Linked DNA regions of Macaca mulatta: region 1 is linked to region 2. The links are chromatin contacts, called in public Hi-C maps. All regions are on one chromosome and are shown on one strand. Each heading gives the region's core, a stretch centred on a gene start, on an enhancer-like site or on the middle of the called end of the contact. The rest is flanking DNA. Distances are from core to core; before and after follow the strand shown.

Region 1 (6,685 bases), core at 1,740-4,239, 62 kb before region 2:
TATGATGATAGGCCATAGTTAACATACATGCCAGAAAACATAAAATTGTATTGCAATTTGATTAATCTCTACTATTGTTCACACACCCACACCCCTGTTGTATTAGTCCATTCGCATTGCTATAAAGGAATACCTGAGGCTGGGTAATTTCTAAACAAAAGAGGTTTATTTGGCTCCTAGTTCTGCAGGCTGCACACAAAGCACAGTGCCAGCATCTGCTTTAGTGAGGGCCTCCAGAAGCTTAAGATCGTGGTGCAAGGCAAAGGGAAGCCAACGTGTCACATGTCAAGAAAAAGAGCAAAACAGAGAGGCAGAGATGCTAGCCTCTTTTAAGCAACCAGATCTCACATGAACTCATTATCACAGAGAGAGCACCAAGGCATTCATGAGAGATCTGCCCCCATGACTCAAACACCTCCCACCAAGCCCCACCTCCAACATTGCGGATTACATCTCAACATGGGATTTGGAGGAGACAAACATAAAAACTATTATCATTCTGCCCCTGGCCACCTAAATCTCACTGCAAAATATAATCATCTCTTCCCAATAGTCCGCCAAGGTCAACTCATTCCAGCATTAACTCAAAAGTCCAAAGTCTCATTTGAGACTCAAGGTAAGTTTCTTCCACCTATGTGGCCAAGGCTAAACAGTATAAACTGCTTGTAAATGCTGACAACTATGCTGAATACATTCATATGTTTCTCATTTCTGCTATTCAAACGTTTCAAAATTGAATATTACCTTTCTAAGAAAAACAATACATACATTTTAAGTACATTATAAAACCATACCTTTAAATATATGCTAATATTAAAATATAGGTGAAGCAAATGACTTCATCAAAAATAGGCCAACAGGGCCGGGCAAGGTGGCTCACGCCTGTAATCCCAGCACTTTGGGAGGCCAAGGCAGGCAGATCATGAGGTCAGGAGATACAGACCATCACGGCTAACGCGGTGAAACCCCATCTCTACTAAAAATACAAAAAATTAGCCAGGCGTGGTGGCACACACCTATAGTCCCAGCTACTCAGGAGGATGAGGCAGAGGAATTGCTTGAACCCGGGAGGCGCAGGTTGCAGTGAGCCGAGATTGTGCCACTGCACTCCAGCCTGAGCAACAGAGCGAGTGTAAAAAGGGTATGGACAGTCGCCCACTGTCACACAAAATGCAAGTTTCCTATCTGGATAATAAATGACTACTCAATTTTGCTAAGTAAGTCTCTCATCACTCAACTAGGTAAATAGTAAATTTATCCCAGCTGAGCAAGTTGCCTCACACCTGTAATCCCAGCACTCTGAGAGGACTGCTTGAGCCCAGGAGTTCAAGCCTGGGTGACATGGCAAGATCCCGTCTCTACAAAAAAAAAAAAAAAAAATACAAAAATTAGTCAGGCATGTTGGCACGGACCTTGCAGTCCCCGCTACTTGGGGAGGCTGAAACAGGAAGTTGGCATGATTCCAGCAGATCCAGGCTGCAGTGAGCCATGATCGCGCCAGTGCACTTCAACCTGAGCAACAGAGCAAGACCCTGTCTCTAAATAAAAAAACAAATAAATAAGTTTATTCCTAAGAACAACTAGAAAGGGCCAAAGGCATCCATTCTAGTCCTGGCTTAGCTACTAAAAATAGTATTAACATCTTACACGTTAGTAAATGTTGACTGCTGCGTAGAAATCAACAAGTTACCTGACCTCCAGGCTTTCCTTTCCTCCTCATAAAAAGGGAACAAAAGTACAATCCAAATTATTGAGGAGAAATGGACAAAATAAGTTAATAATGTCCGAAAATGGATGAAAGGAGGAAGTAACCTCCACAAACATCTTAAACTTTATATGAGTATAGAAAATATACAGATATGCTAACAGGATCCTGAATTGCAAGGCCACGGCACTTAAGGAACTGGAGTATGGCTCTTTTCTCCTTAACAATTTCCATTCCCATGCGTTTCCTAATTGCAAAAACTCACTGTCATCACTCCATTCACTTAACAATTGTAAACATATTTACATGAGTTAACTGCTATTTATATAGCACACGTTAACGTTTTTATGCTTTTTATACTCTTGTATGAGTTTATCCTATGAAAATCTTGCAGAGGAGCACCTTTTCTCTAATTGGTTTGCGGTCCCTTTTACCGAAAGTCCAACCCCTAACATGCTCCACTCACAAAGTTCAATTCACAACAAACGCTGACCCAAACTGGAATTTCATCCCGGGCGCTAGTATAGACTTGGCGCCAGTTTTAAAATTGGTCATGTTCAAACCTGGCAGAAAATCCTAAATGAGACAGTATGGTGGTTCAGGTGCTTAATATTTGTGATATAAGATACAATCGAGATTTTACTAGGTTTTGTTTACATTTACTCACATCGACACCGTCAAAAGCAATGTGTATTGGCATTAAGTTTGTGCAAAGGGTCACAGGATGAGAAAGGGAAAAAGAAAAGTGAAACTCGGGGATGGGCTCATACCCCCGCCTCCTGTCGGACCCACAATGCGTGCATTAAAACGCTTCGCTACAGGCAACACCGATGTACACTCGGTTGCACCAGGCTCCTCGGTGCTACCCTGAGTCCTTTCTGGAAGGAGGGAGACTCGGAGCAGGGCCGGCGCGGGTCAGGCCCTCCCAGAGGTCGAGCGCAGAGCGGGTCCAAGCCCCCGCGGCTCCTGTCGCCCCCGCCCCGGCCCGCTGGACAGCCAGGTCTCACCCGCTTCGGCGCGCTCCATGGTCGTGGCGCATGCGGGCGGCGCGTATGGGCTGGCGGCAGCGGCGGTGGCGGGCCGCAAACAGGGGCTGGAGGAGAGGTTGAGGCCAGGGCGGGGCCCGGGGCCCGAGGGTAGTGCGCTGGGCCGGGGCGGGGTCCAGCAACAGGCGGCGTGGGCCCGGGCAGCGGAGGCCAGGCCTGCGGAAGCGCGGAGCTTCCCAAGCCGCAGCCCCCGCGGCAGCAGCAGCAGCCGCCGCAGCGCCGGCATGTCAGGCCAGACACCGGAACCAACCGGAAGGGACCGACCCGAGTCGCCGGCGGTACCCGGATTCGAGCGAGAGGCGCGGCCGCGCTCGGGCAGGGCGGGGGAAACTAAGGCCGGCGACTGCGGCGTCACGGCAGCCCAGGTCGTCTCGACTCTGCAATGCAACGCTGGGTCCTGCCTGCCTCCCGAGCCCCGCGGCCTCCGACGGCCTTATAAGCCCTCATTTATATCCCGTGGCGCAGCCTTTCCTGTCCCACGCTTTCAGGGGCGAGATTGGGACTAGGATGAAAGAATTCTCTGGCCCGGTGTCTTTTGAAAACCCATGTACTTAGTTTTGCAATCAGGGTTCTGATTGCAGAATATTTGGGAATAGCGAAATGTACAAGAATGAGACCTTGTAATTCTGTATAATAAGATACTTTATTTACCTTACCTTTAAAAAATACAAATTGTGACAAAGTCTCTAATTTTTAACAATGTTATGTTTAGACATTAAGAGGAAACCAGTTGCTGGTTTTTGTAGTGTAAGGTACTGCTGTGAGTAAATTGGGAGAAAAAGCAATTTACTTAGTTTAAAAAAAAATAAAAACCTTTCACTTGAAACAGAATGCTATTGGGATTGGTTTTAGTGCAAAGAAACCAGGGGACAAAAACATTAGGTGCATCCGTCCACATATTAGCACTTTTTGTGAGTAATAACACTTCGCTTATGTTGAATGCATCCTAGAATAGGGATGGAAGAAAAGACCCCTACACAGCCACAACAGCTGGCGTAAAGGCTGCACACTAGAAGTCAGCAAACTAGTTACTCTGATTTTCAAATAATTTTAACACGTTGAGTATTTGATGCCCATTTATGGGCTGGTAGAAAAGTACAACCAGTTCCCCTAATATTTATTTAATACCTGAGCTCTGTGCTGAGAATGTGCAGGTAAGACAGGTCTTTTACTTATGGAGCTGATCATGTAATAGTGAGAGGTGACAACGTGCTAGCAGCCCTCGTGCTCTCGGCACCTTCTTGACCTCGGGGTCCACCCTGGCGGCACTTGAGGAGCCCTTCAGCCCACCACTGCACTGTGGGAGCCCCTCTCTGGGCTGGCCAAGGCCTGAGCCAGCTCCCTCTGCTTGTGGGGAGGTGTGGAGGGACAGGCGCAGGCGGGAACCGGGGCTGCGTGCTGCGTTCATGGGCCCGCGTGAGTTCCGGGCAGGGTAGACTCCAGGATCCCGCACTCAGAGCGGCAGGCTGGCTGCCGACCCGGGGCATTGAGGGGCTTAGCACCCGGGCCAGCAGCTGCCTAAGGTGTGCAGGGTCCCCCAGCATTGCCAGTCCCCCCACACCACACTCTAATTCTCGCCAGGCCTCAGCCACCTCCCCACAGGGCAGGGCTCAGGGCCTGCAGCCCATCATGCCTGAGCCCCTACCACACGGCCCAAGCCTCCCCTATGGGTGCCACCCTTGCTCCTGGGGTGCAGTCCCATCAACTGCAGAAGGGCTGGGGAATGCAGGCGTATGTCTAGCTAAAGGATTATAAACGCACCAATCAGCACTCTGTGTCTAGCTCAAGATCTGTAAACGCACCAATCAGTGCTCTGTGTCTAGCTAATCTAGTGAGGACTTGGAGAACTTTCGTGTCCAGCTAAAGGATTGTAAATGCACCAATCAGCACTCTGTATCTAGCCCAGGGATTTTTAAACGCAACAGTCAGCACTCTGTAAAATGTCAGCAGGATGTGGGTGGGGCAAGATAAGGGAATAAAAGCGGGCTGCCCCAACCAGCAGAGCAACCTGCTCGGGTCCCCTTACACTCTGCCGAACCTTTGTTCTTTTGCTCTTTGCAATAAATCTTGTTACTGCTCACTCAGGTTCCTGCGGTCTTTATGAGCAGGAACATTCACCTCATGTGAGGGTCTGCAGCTTCACTCCTGAAGCCAGTGAGACCAAGAACCCACCAGAAGGAAGAAACTCTGGACACATCTGAACATCTGAAGGAACAAACTCCGGACACGCCATCTTTAAGAACTGTTAACACGCACCGTGAAGGTCTGCAGCTTCACTCCTGAAGCCAGCGAGACCATGAACCCACTGGAAGGAATGAACGACTGCAGATGCGCCCCCTTTAAGAACTGTAACACTCACCGTGAAGGTCTGCAGCTTCAACCCTGAAGTCAGCGAGACCACAAACCCACCAGAAGGAAGAAACTCCAGACACATCTGAACATCTGAAGGAACAAACTCCGGACCCGCCATCTTTAAGAACTGTTAACACTCACTGTGAGGGTCTGCAGCTTCATTCTTGAAGTCAGCGAGACCAAGAACCCACCAATTCCGGACGCAATAGCAGAGAAAGAAACATAAGTAACTGCAGAAATAAAAGCTGCAAAAATGTGGTCCACATTCATAGTGAAGAGGATGAGGATATGCCACCCCAAATATGCCACTTCAGCATAAGGATTAATCTTGAACTGAAAAGAGTTCAGAAACTAAATACTCAGGAACAACTCTGACCTCCCCCTTTCTGCCGAAAAGCAGGACATAAATTTCCCTTTGTAAAGGTGACATAAATTTTTATTTTTAAAGCTTTACTGGGCCAGGCAAGGTGGCTCATGCCTGTAATCCCAAGACTGTGGGAGGTCGAGGCTAGTGGATCACTTGAGTCCAGGAGTTTGAAACCACCCTGGGCAACATAGCAAAACCCCGTCTCTACCAAAAATACAAAAATTAACCAGAGGTGGTGACCCACATCTGTAATCCCAGCTACTCCAGAGGCTGAGGTGGGAGAATTGCTTGAGCCCAGGAGGTGGAGGTTGCAGTGAGCTGAGATGATGCCACTGTACTCCAGCATGAACAATAGAGCCAGATCCTGTCTCAAACAAAGAAACAAAAAAGCTTTACCACTCACCCATATCAGAAAGAGGAGAATGAGTCTTACCTGAATAACAAACCCATACATTTTCTAGTAACCTTCCCATACCACAAATAGGCTAAGCCCCCTTTTCCTTTGTCTAGCCTCTTTACACTTTATCATCGTTAAAGTGATATAGAAGCCCCCAGTTCTAACTGTCTCTTTGGGATTTTAGTTCTTTCCTGTGAAGCATCTATGTGCGTGTGCAGTAATCCTTTTCTCCTCTTAATTTGTCTTTTGCCAATTTAATTCACACAGTCCAACCTACTGAACTAAATGGACAGGAGAAAGATTTTTCTGCCCCTGCGGTGTGTTCCAAGAGATACATGGAAGTTAATTATCTTACCTCAGCAGAGGTATCAGCCCAAATGCCATATATGTTTCACCACCAGTATTATGAATATAGAGTCTTACCAACACCTCCCATGTGGAGGAACATTTGAATTACCCAAGTCTGAAAAAGGAATTTTTCACAGAACTTTTAGAAATAACAGGGAGAAAGGGAAGTACAAGGTGAACCTTGGACATCTTCTTGTGCCAAAAAGCAAAGACAAATGGGGACTATCAAAAACACAAGAACGAGCTGGAAACATCTTTCTTTGAGCAAATGGGAGATAATCTGACATCGTAGAAGGATAACAACTGATTATAATAACATACTTGAGTACAAAATCTATACACCCATAATGATATTCAAAAAATGAGGAAGAAAAACTAGTAGGCCACCATTAGAGGTGACAAGTACACAATTTCTTAGTCTCCTTACTCTAAAAATTAAAGGGAAAGAAACATTTACCATGACTTTTTAG
Region 2 (6,709 bases), core at 1,538-4,037:
TTAGATCCTTTATCCACAGTTGAGCCTCCCAGCTGAGCATTGCTTGAATTCCTGCCCCAGAGAATCACAAGCAATAAAACGGTTGTTTGAAGTCACTAAAGCAGAGTCTTGTAGCCCAACTGAAACTGAGCCAAAGTTGGGCAGGTGACAGAGTGACTCCTGCAGTCATTTGTGTGATATGTTTGTTGCTGTGGCAGTGGAACTGGGATTGCATGAATTCATGATGAAGCTTGAGAATGCCTTAGAAATAGTAGGAGAGAGCCTTTTCAGGTCTTGTTGCCTGTGGATCATGTAAAGGAAGGGCAGGTCCTCAACCCAGAGCCACTCCAACCTGGTTTGGGCTTGGCACACAGAAGGCACAAAGATAAAACAATGACTCATGGATATAGTGAGATCAAGCTTTTCCAGGGGCCATGCCTATGGGGGTGAGTTGGTGAGTAAAGGCACTAAGGAAGTCCTGGCTACATTTCTAGTCCATACTTCCAAACTAACTATGTTTGCAGATAGTGCCCAGGATTGAGGCTATTATGGTACATTTGGATGTGGTAGCTCTCAGGACTAGTACCTATATTCCTGTCTTGTTCTCTGCGTCAGTCCTTTGCCTGTTACTATGGTGTGTCTAGTGGGAAGACTCAATCTTGTTCTTTCTAGTGTGTTTTCCTGGGGATTAACATTCTGTCCTTGAACTGCAGCCTGGTAGTCCTGACAGTACTTCCACCTGCCTGAGTCTTTGAATATCACCTATTCCAGGACTTTGTCCTTCTTTCTGTTCAAACTCCTCTTCTCTTCTTGTTAGACTTCCCTGGTTGTCTGGACTACCACCTGTTGTTTGCTAAAATCTCTATGATGCCACCTTCCATCAGTTTTTTTCACTTCCTTATAGCTCCTGGGACTTGATTTTTCTACCCTCAGTTCCTGCTAGGTCCTCACTGAATCTGTTCCATTCCATTAAAATGCTAGGGCTATGTAAGGCTGTGTCCAAAAACAGAGTTCAATTCTTCTTCCACACAATAGCCTTTAGAGATTTGACAACCTTTTCATCACCTTTAATCGTCTCTTTAGGCTAAATCTTGCTGGTTCCCACATTTTCAAGGTCACGCATTTATGGTTATAATTCAGGTTTCAATATTTTCTTTTGGAGGGAAAAATTCCTTCTTAAAATGTGGTGTATAGGAGAGATTCATGTACTTCAACAGAGAGTATAGGAGGCATATCCTTTCTTATGAGAAGGGCATTGTATTTAATTAATTATGCCTATATTTATGTTATTTTGCACTAGCATTTTAAAGGGATTCCATCAGGGTGGATCAATGTTTTACGGGCCCAAAAGCTTATATGACTTTAGGGACTCTTTAAAAAACACAAAATGAAATACAAAATTATAAAGTTAGTTTCAAGTCTTGTGAAAATGAGAGATCCTGGCTTGTTTCATTAGTTTTGTTGTAAATCTGCTGCATATTTCTTATTATGAGAAAATAATAGTATTTTCTCATTAAATTTCCAGGTCTCCTTTACCAGAATTGCTGTCTGATCAGATTTCTGCTCTGTTTTAGCACATCTTATAAAATTTAACTTGTATACTTAGCATAAGGGATTGTGATTAAGTAAATTAATACATGTAAGGGACTTAGAACAATGCCTAGCGCATAAAGCACACAATCAGCCTTAACTATTATTATTTGGATTATTTACTAGAAGGACCTTGGCAAATAATTTATTTTCCCAACTCTTTTTGATGTAATGGAGCTAATACGTGCCTGCCTTTTTCGTAGGGTAATTGTGAGGATCAAATGATAATAAAATATGTGAATGTATTTCGTTAACTAGAAGGTATTGTTACTGAGGTTTCATTTGACATTGTTAATTTTGGAAAAGGTTCTGTTTAGGAAAGAAAGGGAGACTTAGCTGTGACTGGTGGAATCACTAAAGACCTCAATAAAGGAGGGAGGAGTAAAAAGGACAAGAGGTGTGTGTGAGGCAGATGCTGGAGGCAGTGAGCTGGACACGTTGACACCAGCTTGACGCGCAAACCTTCAGAAAAGATGAAATATGTTGAATCTGAAACATATTGACCTCATCGTACAAAAGAACCAGAAGGGTAGAGTGTGTGTGTGTGTGTGTGTGTGTGCTTGTGGCTTTCCACAATTTAGCCCCAAACTAGGTTTTTTCCAGACTCTTCTTCACCCGTGGTCATGCTCTGCAATCCAGGTTCCCAGGCCTCTGCCCGGAGAAATCCTACTTACTCTGGGGAGGCCTTTCCTCCACGGGGTTTCCCCAACCCCTCCTGTCCTTCCCACAGGAAGAAAAAATGGTTCCTTTTCAATGCCCTTTCTGTGAAAGCACTTTTTCCACTCTAGACTGAGGGAGACCCGGTTTTCCTTATTCTGCATCTCCAGGCTCTGCTCCAGTGTCTACCTCTACGAAGGCGCTCAATGAAGGTTTAGTCAGCGAATGCACTTTGAATAAATAACTTTTAAAAGTTAAGAGGACATTTAAGGCCAGGAACCGCAGTTGAGAACGCGTTGCCCAGGCGCATTAGCTATCATCCGGGCTGCCCTGAGGGCGAAGGACGTCCTCCAGCCCCGGGTCCCCGCGGCAGCCCTCAGCGAATCCCGCGGGAAAGGTCTCCCGCCCGCGCAGGGGCGGGGCCTGGGCGTCGGGGGCGGGACCGCCCGCGGGGGTTTCCGCGCCGGGGGCTCGTCCGGCGGGGGCGCGGGAGGGGCTTCCGCCGCAAGGGGGCGGGGCCGGCGCTCAGAGTCCTCTGACGGCCCCAGCCAGGGAATTTCAATTTGAAACCTAGCGGAGGGAGGAGGCAGGCGCGGCTGCCGGCGGCTGGGACCGAAGAGGGACGGGTCCTCGCGGCGAGCGAGCTCCTGAGGTGCGGCGTCGGGGTAAGGAGGCTTGCGGGGCTGCACGGGCCGGGCAACTCGTCAGTGTGGGGCTGCAGGGGCGGCTCAGATTTTTCCTCTGGCTGCAGCTGGGAAGCTGATCCCAGGCAGGAAGCGGTGGCTGGACGGTCCCACCGGGATGGGGGGCGGGGAGAGGGGGCCCGGCTTTGGGATTTTCTGAGGCTCCCTCTCTCCTTTCCCTCCCGGTCTCTGCCCGACCTGATTCCTGCCCCGGGGTCCGGGTCCTGTTGCTCCGAGCCGGATCCCGGCTTCGCTGCTCCCCGCGGTCCCCCTCTTCCCTCTTCCGGGGGACCGGGGCTGCGTCCTGGCGGAGCCAGGAGAGGCGGGGGCACGGGGAGGACGCCGTCCCCCCCGGGGTGCCGTGGGCTCAGGTCACGCGTCCGGGCCCCGTGGAGCAGCAGCGGGAGAAATCCGTCTCCATCCCCCCCGCGGGGAGGGGCTCGGCCGCCGCGTCGCCCTTCAGGAGGAGGGTTTTAGGAGGGGAAGCGCGGGCCGGCCGCGCGCGTGGGGACTGCGGGAAGCCGGGCGAGGGCGGCGCGCCAGCCCCACGCGCGGTGCGGATCGGGCCCGGCGTCGGCTTGCGCCCGCGCCCCCAGCTGCCGCCTGCGCCGTCTGGGAGCTGCGGAGAGGGACGCGTGTTTCGTGCTCGGATCGTTACAGTTCCCACACCCAGGCCATCTCACCACCGATGGCTTGTTTTTTTCTCCTCCCGCGCTGGGGGCCGAGGGTTGGGAGCATTTTTAGGGCAGCAGCGGGGAAGGACGAGGAGAACCTAAAGGAGCGCGACAGGGTTGAAGTCGGCGTCTGGGGAACCCATCCCCAGGCGCAGACGCTGCCCCCAGCAGCCTGACGTCTGTGGTAGGACATCAGTTATGCTTCTCCAGATCGCTCACCTCCCCTGAGGTCAAGTTTATTTATTTATTATTATTTTTATTTTTTTAAATAAAATGAGGTTTGGCGAGAAGAACTCCTGCCTAGAGTCTATTATTTTGGGGAGGGGTCTGGGTATGGAGCCCTCCCTACTGACCCGGGTAGTCTTTCATTGAATTGCCCCATCAACACCACAGCTGCCCCTAATTTTAAGATCCCTGGGTGGTTGGGAGGGATGGTGGAACCTAGAGAAGCTGTGGCTATATTTTCACATTTCTGAATCACATCTTTCCCCAGTTTCTTGAACTTCTTGCCTCTGAAATGGCGTGTGTGTGCCAGGCGTCTTGTTCCTCTTGTTACTGTTATTTAAGCTGTTTTAAAAAAAAGACTTTCGCGGTTTTCCCCTCATTTCTTCAGTCTTTATTTCCTCCCCACCCCCCGTTTTTATTGTTTTTTTTTTTTTTTCAACTGAATACTTTATTTCTGTGGTCTCTTTATAATGCTCTTGAGAATTAGCATTTCAGTTGGTATTCTGTCACATTTCACCTTGGGCTTAGCACTTGAGGGAAACTGAGTCAATTTCTATGCTGCAAGGGCTAGGATTTAGAATTCTCAAGCTTTGAACAGGTTTCAGTGGGGAACGAATAGTGCTTAATCCTATTCAGTTTCCCTTTGCAGGCTCATTGCTGTGAGAAATCACTGGGTGGCTGTTGCAGCCGCTGATGGGGGCTACATTGCAATGCAATCTTGAATTGTGATAAGGGCCAACGGGGTACATCCATCAGGCTGTGAGTTTGACGTAACTTTTAAAGAGCTATGCTGTGTCACCTGTCAGAGCTCGAGTGGTCATTCTTTTAATTCAATTTAAGAACTACCATCAAACTTCAGATATCTATTCTTGGGAGGTTATTGGAGAACTGTACAACTGGTAATGGCTTGGAACAATGGTGTGGATTTAGCGCTAATTTAATCCTATCCTGTCTTCCTCACTTCTTGGGCAGAATTCCCACTGAAGTCAGTAGTGGTCTTGTGTGCAGACAGACTGCTGAGAACAAGAGGCTGCTCATTTAGCGTAACGGGAAGGGACGGTTTCTTTCCTTTTAAAACATCCCTCTGTAAGAAAGACCTAGTCATAACAGTTCTTTAATCTTTCACCACTAGTCCAAGTAGTTAAGAGCACTTTTTGCAAAAACCTTCGAAAGAAAATTTGTGGATGAATTGAGCCACGTCCCTCGAACTCTTGATATTTACATTGGATGGTGATTGTTAAGATTAAAAGCGATTTAAAAAATCAGTTAACAAAGCTATAATTTCAGTAAAATTTTTCCTAACTTTTGTAAAAAACGTAAACTGCCAGGGAGCATTTTGTAGCAACTGGGTATGTATGCTTCAAATCTGAAATTTAAGTCCAAGTAGAAAGAAGCAAATTTAATTTAGGGGATGAATCTGAAGAGAAGCCACCAAAAAAATAACTATCTAAATATAAAAGAAGGAAATTCAGATATCTTTTGCTGTATTTCAGGAGATAGCTTTAGGGCAGTTTGCTCACTTTCATACGTGTTCTTAAAGACTTACTGACTGCCTGGGTCCATCGTTAGATATGCGAGCACTTGGAGGTTTCCAAATGAGCTTTGTGCTGATCTGAGTTGCTGAGCTAGTTAGATCCTTGGCTTCTTAACGTAACATTCTTGTGGCTTACCCTTTCCAAATTACTACTTCTAAGGAATTGAGTTTAAAAAACCTAACCAGTGACCAGAAAGTAAAAATAGGTATTTAAAAATCAGAACCATGTCCACGTGTACTACCCAACCACTTGCTTTCAACTAAAAATACTTGCAAAGATGACAAAGCAGTCCACAACCAAAATATTTATTGGTACAATTTCTCTGTAATTAGTAATATTGTACAGTTATGTTTAACATCAGGTTCTGCCCTGAATCACCCCTCTCATATTACTGTGGCCAGTGAACTACAAAGGTTGTATCTTTGCCATTTCATTTAGGAATGTGGGGTTTATATTTTATATTGCAGAATGCTAAATATTTTTGAAGGTTTTGTTTTGTTTCTGTTTCTACCCTGTCTTTACTAAAAATACAAAAATGAGCCGGGCATGGTGGCGCACGCCTGTAATCCCAGCTGAAGACACGGGCTCTTTTCTTTCTTTTTTGAACTGAAGTAGTCTGTTTAAAAGCTGTGTGTGGACTTTTTATTGAAAAGTATGACTTGCTACTAGTGTTATAAGGCAAATAAACAGTTTATAGAGATCAATACCACTGAGTCACATTTTGCATTTCTAAAATCTGTATTGTTTACTTGGAGAAAACAAAAGAAATGTGCCTACCTCCTTCCTCCATCCCACCTTTATTTAGAAACATTTCCAGTGGGCTTTTTTTTTTTTTTTTTTTTTTTTTCAGATTCAGAATTACTGTACCTAACCACTGGGTACCCTTACAGATCTCAAAGCCTCAAGTAAATGTTTATGCTGGCTTTCGTAGTCAGCAAATAGTAGCCAAACCCTAATTTACTGCTCTTTTATAGAATCTTGGAATCTCAGGGCTGAACCCTTAGGAGTCAGCAGATCCACTCTTAGCCCTAGTCTCTTCCTCTCAACATGCAAACAGTTCTAATCTCTTTGGAATGTCTGAGCAAACAGAAGATTTGTATGTGATTCTGTCACCTTCTAGACAGAACATCCTTTGGGATGCCATGTTTTGGCATAAACCAGCAACTTGATATTGTACGATTTGTAGCATTTCTCTGCGTGGGCAGTGCCCTGGACTAAAATCTAAAATGGAGTCAATGCCTGGTGTCGTTAACTATAGGGAAATAGCCTCCAAGTTAGCTATTAGAGTTATTTAGAAGTTATAGTCGAGTGTGGTGGCTCACACCTGTAATCCCAGCACTTTGGGAGGCCGAGGCGGGCAGATCAT

The links. Hi-C and Micro-C count contacts between places; a contact is called where the count stands out from the background.
Region 1: a contact with region 2 is called in a Hi-C map of fetal cortex germinal zone, with 1.7 times the contacts expected there. The contact joins the promoter of AKAP7 here to the promoter of EPB41L2 in region 2. A contact is called at or near these places in 2 of 14 Hi-C or Micro-C datasets (cortical neurons and fetal cortex germinal zone).

What each region holds. Positions count from the first base shown.
Region 1 is chr4:36,174,368-36,181,052 of T2T-MMU8v2.0, reverse strand. AKAP7 (A-kinase anchoring protein 7) reads right to left here and starts at 2,989. Exons shown (of 10, transcript XR_013416209.1): 1 at 2,713-2,989.
Region 2 is chr4:36,111,664-36,118,372 of T2T-MMU8v2.0, reverse strand. It overlaps EPB41L2 (erythrocyte membrane protein band 4.1 like 2), which reads left to right and starts at 2,787. Exons shown (of 19, transcript XR_013416205.1): 1 at 2,787-2,891.